Regions from separate parts of the Callithrix jacchus genome. Here region 2 is linked to region 1. A link is a contact called in public Hi-C data. All regions are on one chromosome and are shown on one strand. Each heading gives the region's core, a stretch centred on a gene start, on an enhancer-like site or on the middle of the called end of the contact. The rest is flanking DNA. Distances are from core to core; before and after follow the strand shown. Region 1 overlaps TRIM14 (tripartite motif containing 14). Region 2 holds the start of TRIM14 (tripartite motif containing 14).

Evidence for each region. Hi-C and Micro-C count contacts between places; a contact is called where the count stands out from the background.
Region 2: a Hi-C map of skeletal muscle shows a contact between it and region 1, with 2.0 times the contacts expected there. The contact joins the promoter of TRIM14 here to the enhancer-like site in region 1. A contact is called at or near these places in 2 of 3 Hi-C or Micro-C datasets (induced pluripotent stem cells and skeletal muscle).

What each region holds. Positions count from the first base shown.
Region 1 is chr1:146,183,593-146,187,510 of calJac240_pri, reverse strand. All of the region lies in intron 6 of TRIM14 (tripartite motif containing 14), which reads left to right. The region is part of intron 2 of NANS (N-acetylneuraminate synthase); the gene reads right to left. Among named protein-coding and RNA genes, the nearest start is that of NANS, 6.8 kb to the right of the region's middle. Within about 2 kb of position 1,765, at least 2 of the 16 cell types and tissues checked have an H3K27ac peak or open chromatin away from gene starts, as enhancers often do.
Region 2 is chr1:146,244,288-146,248,555 of calJac240_pri, reverse strand. TRIM14 (tripartite motif containing 14) reads left to right here and starts at 2,524. Exons shown (of 7, transcript XM_002743119.6): 1 at 2,524-2,761. The coding sequence starts at 2,555. CORO2A (coronin 2A) reads left to right here. Exons shown (of 12, transcript XM_054258168.2): 12 at 1-488.

The DNA of each region.
Region 1 (3,918 bases), core at 516-3,015:
GCAGAGAATTGGCTCACCAAGGTCACACCGAGAGTTAAGGGCAAAGTCAGGGCAAATACCCAGATGTCACACTTTGGGAGGCCGAGGCAGGTAGATCACGAGGTCAAGAGATTGAGACCATCCTGGTCAACATGGTGAAACCCCGTCTCTACTAAAAATACAAAAAATTAGCTGGGCATGGTGGCGCATGCCTGTAATCCCAGCTACTCAGGAGGCTGAGGCAGGAGAATTGCCTGAACCCAGGAGGCGGAGGTTGCGGTAAGCCGAGATCGCACCATTGCACTCCAGCCTGGGTAACAAGAGCGAAACTCCGTCTCAAAAAAAAAATACCCAGATGTCCCAGCCTTTAGCACAGGTTGCTTTCCTTAACTGTAACTAACATTCACTGAATACTGATTGTGTACTATGCTTTATATTAACAATCACATTTAATAAGCTCAGGAGTTCAAGACCAGCCTGGCCAGCATTGTGAAACCCCATTTCCATTAATACCAAAAAAAAAAAAAAAAAAAAAATTAGCTGGTCATGGTGGTGCATGCCTGTAGTCCCAGCTAACTGTGAGGCTGAGGCAGGAGAATGGCTTGAACTCGGGAGGCGGAGGCTGCAGTGACCTGAGATCATGCCATTACACTCCAATGTGGGCAACAGAGCAAGACTCCATCTCAAAAAATACAACAACTTAAAATTTGACCTTAGGCCAGGCGTGGTGGCTCACACCTGTAATCCTAGCACTTTGGGAGGCTGAGGTGGGCAGATCGCGACGTCAGGAGTTCAAGATCAGCCTGGCCAAAATGGTGAAACTCGGTCTACTAAAAAAATACAAAATTAGCTGGGCATAATGGCGGGCACCTATAATCCCAGCTACTCGGGAGGCTGAGGCAGGAGAATCATTTGAGCCCGGTAGGTGGAGGTTGCAGTGAGCCAAGATCACACCAGTGCACTCCAGGCTGGGCGACAGTGCAAGACTATGTCTCAAAGAAAAAAAAATAAATCTGACCTTACAGTCCATTCATTTGGCCACTGGGCCATACAGCCGGGGGATGGGCCACATGGCAGGGTGTGTACCATACAGCTAGGGTGTGTATCATACAGCTGGGGTATGGACCACTCAGCATGGGTATGTACCGTACAGCTGAGGTGTGTGCCATGCAGCCATGCTGTCATATAGCCAGGGTACACACCACACAGCGGGGTATGCATACACACCATTCAGCATAGGGTCCTAAATGTTTTCTTCTTTAGAATCTTAAAAATTACTGAGGAAGCCAGGTACAGTGGTTCACACCTATAATCCTAGCACTTTGGGAAGCCAAGGTGGGAGACTACTTGAGGCCCAGAGTTTAGGACCAGCCTAGGGAACATAGGGAAACCCATCTCTACAAAAAATTTAGAAATTAGCTGGTCATGGTGGTATGCACCTGTAGTCCCAGCTACTAAGGAGGCTGACATGGGAGGATTGCTTGCGCCTGGGCGGTCGAGGCTGCAGTGAGCTATGAGCTATGATTGTGTCACTACTCTCCAGCCTGGGCAACCAAGCGAGACCCTGTCTCAAAAAAAAAAATTACTAAAGAGTATACATATCTTTCAACATACAGAAGGTACCATGATGCCACTGCTACAAGGACTTTTCCTGTCACCCCTTTATAAGCACAGCCCCTTCCCCTGACTAACCTTTGGCAACTACTTGTCTGTTCTCCATCCTCATAATTCTGTTATTTCCAGAATGTCATGTAAGCAGAATTGCACAGAATGCAACCTTCTGTGCATGCTGCTTTCTCACTCAGCATCATATCCTTGAGATGCATCCAGGCTGCTGCGCACATCAACAGTTCATGCCTTCTGATTGCTGAGCAGCACTCAATGGTACGTTTGTACCAGTGTTTCACCATTCACCCGCTGAAGAACATTTCACTTGTTCTAGTTTTGAGCTACTAAGAATAAAAGTTGTGATGACACTCACGTACAAGTTTTTGTATGAATGTTAAGTTTTCACTTCTTTGGGGATAAATTATTAAATGACAGCTGGTGGGTCATATGATAAACACATGTCTAGCTTTATAAGAAACTCCCAGTCCACTGTAAATGGTTGAATTGTACAGCATATGAATTATGTCCCAATAAGGCTGTTTAAAAAAGAAGGAATGAACTATTTTCTAGCATGATTGGATCATTCTACATTCCCACCAGCAATATATGCATGACCTATTTTCTTTGTATCCTTGTCACCACGTACCTGACTAACATGGTGAAACCCTGTCTCTACTAAAAATACAACAAAATTAGCTGAGCATGGGAGTGCATATCTGTCCCAGCTACTCAGGAGGCTGAGGCAGGAGAATCGCTTCAACCCAGGAGGTGGAGGTTGCAGTGAGCCAAGAGTGCACCACTGCACTGCAGCTTGGATAACAGAGCAAGACTCCATCTCAAAAAACAAAACAAAACAAAAAAAAACCTAAAATAAGCTCCATGTCCAAAAGTAGAGGAATGGTTAGCTATAGATAGTCCATGAGGCAAAAGAAGTATTACATTGCTATTAAAATCTTCAAGCATAAGGTTTTATGCTTGGGTAAAAGTTCGTGCTATAATGTTAACTAAAACGAGCATGCACAGAACTCAGTGTTCACTAAAGAGCACAAGCAGGCAATAAAACAAGCATATAAAAAGACTTGCGGAAATATATAAAAAGAGCTACTACAGAGGGATTATGGGTCAATTTTCTCCCCTTTTCTTGTTCTCTAAACTTTGTAATGTTATTTTTACAACTAAAAGTTTTTTACATTCAAAAGAACATATGAAGAAATTTTAAGGAGGCAGGTCACAGAGCAGATGAGGCCCAGGACCTCACACTAGCTGGACTCTCCCAGGATGTAGCATGGCCAAGCCAAAACCCACCTGTGACAATCCTGCAAGTCACTTCCTTCTGGACAATGCCAATGTCTCCCCACTCAAGTCAGTCAAGGCTAGTCAGCAAGGGGCAAACTCCAAAATTGTGGTTTCCTTGCTCTTTTTGTGTGTGTGTGAGGCAGGGTCTTGCCCTATCACCCAGGCTGGAGCACAGTGGCCCATTCATGGCTCAAGGCAGTCCCAAATATGTGAGCTCAAGCAATCCTCAGCCTCCTAGACTATAGGAGTGCACCACCACGCCTGGCTAATTTTTGTGTTTTTTGTAGGGATAGGGGTCTCCCTATGTTGCCCATGCTGGTCTTGCACACCTGGCCTCAAACGATCCTTCCAGCTCAGCCTCCCAAAGCTCTGGGATTACAGGTGTGAGCCACCACACCCAGACACTGGTTTCCAGACCATTTTCTATGAGGAGAAACCTGGCCAAGTGGGGTGTCCCCACAAACTTGGAGGGACTCTGGGATTCCATTGTGGCTGCTCCCTACTTCCAGACAACTTGCTATTTGTTGTTGTTGTTGTTATTATTATTGAGATGGAGTATTATTGAGAGAGCTCTACTGCCAGGCTGGAGTGCAGAGGCGTAATCTCAGCTCATTACAACCTCCACCTCCCAGGTTCAAGTGATTCTCCTGCCTCTGCCTCCTGAGTAGCTGGGATTACAGGCACGTGCCTCCATACCCGGCTAATTTTTTTATTTTAGTAGATATGGGGTTTCACCATGTTGGCCAGGATGGTCTCGATCTCTCGACCTCATGATCTGCCCACCTCGGCCTCCCAAAGTGCTGGGACTACAGGTATGAGACACGGCACCCAGCCCTTTTTTTTTTTTTTTTAAATTTGAGATGGAGTCTTGCTCTGTTGCCAGGCTGGAGTTCAGTGGCAAGATCTTGGCTCACTACCATCTCCACCTCCCAGGTTCAAGTGATTCTCCTGCCTCAGCCTCCTGAGTAACTGGGATTATAGGTACACGCCACCACACCCAGCTAATTTTTGTACATTTAGTAGAGACTGGGTTTT
Region 2 (4,268 bases), core at 1,275-3,774, 60 kb before region 1:
GGAGAGGGATAGGTAATTTTTATCAGATATTTTTTTAAGCCATCTGTTTTTTAAATTATGTTTTTGTTTGTGTTCTTGAGCTGATGTAGTGGAACTGGACCAGCATTTTCAGGGCCCAGCCAGTTGGCAGAGCAGGCCTTCATCTCCTGCTCTGGGCGTCCCCTTTCTGTTGACTCAGGAACTTTCTGAGAATGAGGACAGCACTAGGAGATGGGCTTTGGTGGGTGTCCACCTTAACGCTACAATAATTGTGCTTCCTGGAACAAAACTTGAGATTGTATCACAGAAAGAAACAGGAAGTCAGAAATCAAATCTATGCTTTTAATTGCAACTGTGCCTGACACCGTTTGAATGATTGTTTCAATGTTGTTTCTGAAATTCCTTGTACCTTTGTGAAAAATAATAATAAAAATGAAAATAAATAGATGTGGAATGTGCATTGAAAATAATGTAACAAAATAATAAACATCTGGCCAGACATTTTACTACATGGAGCTTTCATTTCCTTGATGTGTTCCACAAATACCAATTCACTATCTACTGTTGGAGTTAGACACCAAGTTGGAAAACAGGTAGGACAGACATAGTCTTTGCCCTCTCCAGTTTTCACTCATGGTTTAGGGAATGGGGAGGGCCAGGATAGGAGAAGCGTAAGCTATTTTGGAAGGAGAAGCAGGGAAGGCTTCCTGGAGAAGAAGGTAGAAATTTGCAGGATAAGTTGGAATACTCAGGGAAAAGGGTATTTGGGAAGAAGACTGTTCCAAGTAGGACAAACTGCATGTCTCCCAGTCTTGAAAAAGCAAAGGGTGGAGCATAGGCAGGGCGGTGACCAAGGATCTTAAGAAAGAGCCAAGGAGACCAGGCACAGTGGCTCATGCCTATAATCACGGCACTTTGGGAGGCTGAGGCAGGTGGATCGCAAGGTCAGGAGTTCGAGACCAGCCTGGCCGATGTGATGAAGCCCTGTCTCTACTAAAAATACAAAGATTAGCTGGGCATGGTGGCACATGCCTGTAGTCCCAGCTACTCGGAAGGCTAAGGCAGAAGAATCGCTTGAACCCAGGAGGCAGAGATTGCAGTGAGCTGAGATTGTGTAACTGCACTCCAGCCTGGGTGACAGAGCGAGACTCCGTCTCAAAAAGAAAGAGAGAGAGGAAGGGAAGGAAGGAAGGAAGGAAGGAAGGAAGGAAGGAAGGAAGGAAGGAAGGAAGGAAGGAAGGCCGGTCTTATAAACGGGAGCCGAGACTTGAGCCTGGAGCAAGTGGAATTAGTGGTGGGAGGGTGTGTATGAAAGTTGGAGTCACTTACGTCAAAACTAAACTAAATGGTGCTCCTGTAGTCTCAGCTACTCCAGAGAATGAGGTAAGAAGATAACTTGAGGCCGGGCACGGTGGCTCACGCCTGTAATCCCAGCACTTTGGGAGGCCGAGGCGGGTGGATCACGAGGTCAACAGATTGAGACCATCCTGGTCAACATGGTGAAACCCCCTCTCTACTAAAAATACAAAGATTAGCTGGGCATGGTGGCACATGCCTGTAGTCCCAGCTACTCAGGAGGCTGAGGCAGGAGAATTGCCTGAACCCAGGAGGCGGAGTTTGCGGTGAGCCGAGATGGCGCCATTGCACTCCAGCCTGGGTAACAAGAGCGAAACTCTGTCTCAAAAAAAAAAAAAAAAAAAGAAGATAACTTGAGCGCAGGAGTTTGGGAGGCCATGAAGTTGGGTGCCCTCACTAACGATTTGCCTGATAACAGGAACTATTATTGCATGATAATAGGTTGCACCAAACTGCAACCTTGCACAAAGAACCACAATCTTGCACAAAAGCCACCGTATGAGGACATCTGCCCAGCAACTGCCTGTCCAACTTTTGGGCTGAAGCCACCGTATTTATTCTTGTAACCAAGTATTATTATTTTAATACAATATATGCGATCCTCCTCGTTTTGCCTTTAAAAGCCTCCGCTTTCCTTTGCCTCCCTGAATACTCCGTGCCCCCACCCCTTGGGTGCCATGGCACATTTATTCCCGGATTGCAATGCTTTTGCTCAGTCCGAAATAAACTCATTTGGAGAATCTCTGTGTCATTATTTGAGGTTGACGAGGTTTCTCACAATTGTGGGAATGGCTATCTTTCCCGGGAAAAGGGCAACAGAGGATCAGGAGAAAGTAAGAGGCGCACCGTCCCCCTGACCCCGGAAGGTCACAGCCAACTTTGGTCCCATCATCAGGGCTGCAGTTTTCTAGGCGTTACTGGACCATCGTCATTAAGCAGGAAGCCCACCCTCTCCCAGCTGGCCCATTAGGAGCCTCCCATGTCTGCTGGGGCCACCTCCCGACTTGGGCGGGCAGAGGGAGCACCCTGCTGATCGGAGGGTGCTCCGAGGCCCTTCGCTGCTCGCGGCTAGCTGTCATCCTCCCGGCGGCCGGGGGCGCCCTGCGGTCCTCCAGTGCCGGAGCTGGGCCGGCCTGGAGCCGCCCCGCCCACGGCCGAGGTTTCGATTTCCCGTGTGAGCCCCGCCCCGTGCCCCGGGAGCCCGAGGCGGCGGGGATGAATGGCGGGTGCGGCGGCTGCGAACCTGACCCCTGGGGGATCGGAGCTCGTCGAGGGATGCGGCTGGCGCTGCCCGGAGCACGACGACCGCGTGACCGAGCTCTTCTGTCGCAGCTGCCGCCGCTGCGTGTGCGCGCTTTGCCCGGTGCTGGGCGCGCACCGCGGCCACCGGGTGGACCTGGCGTTGGAGGCGGCGGTACACGTGCAGGTGGGGACGGTGGGAACGCCGCGCGGGAGTTGTGGGAGCCAGCCCAGGCACAACGGTGGAAGAGGGGGTGTGCCTGCCATCCAGTGGCCAGGGGCGGGTAACAACCTGGAAACCACAGGTGCCCCAGAGGGCGTCTAAGCGGTCGACGAAAAGTTCAGAACCGGAGACTGAGACCCACGGAAGGGCAAGGACGAGTCAAGGCCAGCAGTTGAGCTTCAGAAAAGGTGGGTTTAGGAGTGAGAGGTTGGGAGCCCAAACTGGTACCCAGATTTCCTTGACCCTGTCCACCATGGCGGGTCCACCACATTGCCATTGGGCTGGAAGCCAGTCTGCCTTTTAGTTAACAGAGGTGCAAACCCTCCCTGTTAATAAACAGCCCTGTGTAGCTCAGAGAGTCACACAGACATCTCCAGTTTACTCAATCTGTAGTCTACAGAAATGGCCTGTGAACCCCACAGAAAGAGGCTGTGAACCTTGAACTGAGGACAGCCCGATTGCCCTGGGAGCAGCCTCAACAGTCACTACCTACCTCCTCTCCCCTCACTGGCCACACAGACACTCCCATTCCTGCTCACAGCAGCCCTGTGTCAACTATTGTTATTACAGACATTTTATAGGCCACAAGAGGAAGGCTCTGAAGGCAGGGGCAGGCCTTGAACCCAGGACTCCATTAGCCAGATGCCCCCAACAGGGCCCTTCTCATTATGGAAGCCTCGCCCATGCATAATCCTAGCAGTGGCCAGGGGCTTTGGGCTCCTGCTCCAGCTTCCCAGCTGTTATTCTGTGGCTCCTCCCAAATCCTCTCTCAGGGTTTCATGAAGCCTGGGTGACGCAGGCCCTCCTGTCTGATAGATGTTGATTCTACCACTTCTGTCTCAAGAAGTCTTCTGTGATGAACTCGGTCCCATCTCGAGTTTTTCCCCTGCAGCGCCTGACTCCAGACCACCACATTGTGACAACCTTGGAACTCCAAGGTGAAAAGGGGTGTATGGGGGACAATCCATTGGAGTCCTGGGCTCAAGACCTGCCCCTGCCACCAGACCCTTCCATTTTTTTATGTATGAAATGGCTGTAATTATAATAATAGCTCCTTGAAAAACAGTTACTCAGAATTAACAAGGCTGCTTTTCACAGATCTGGCTCGAGTCTCACCCATCCGTTTGCCCAACCCCCTACCCACTTACCTACAGTCAACTTCAAGTAATAAGATTCAGAAAATATAATTAAGTGCAGAGTTTATCTAAGCCCAAAGCTTGGGAATGGCAAACTGGGACCAGAGATTCAAATTTCCCTGACTATCCACTCTAATTAGCAGCAGTTACACATAAGTTTTTGAGGGAAAAAAAGCAGAGGCATTTCCTCAATTGTTTAACAAGAATTTATATAAAAATGACATAGTGGTCGGGCACAGTGGCTCATGCCTATAATCCCAGCACTTTAGGAGGCTGAGGCTGGAGGATCACATGAGGCCAGGAATTCAATACCAGCCTGGCCAACAGGGTGAAAC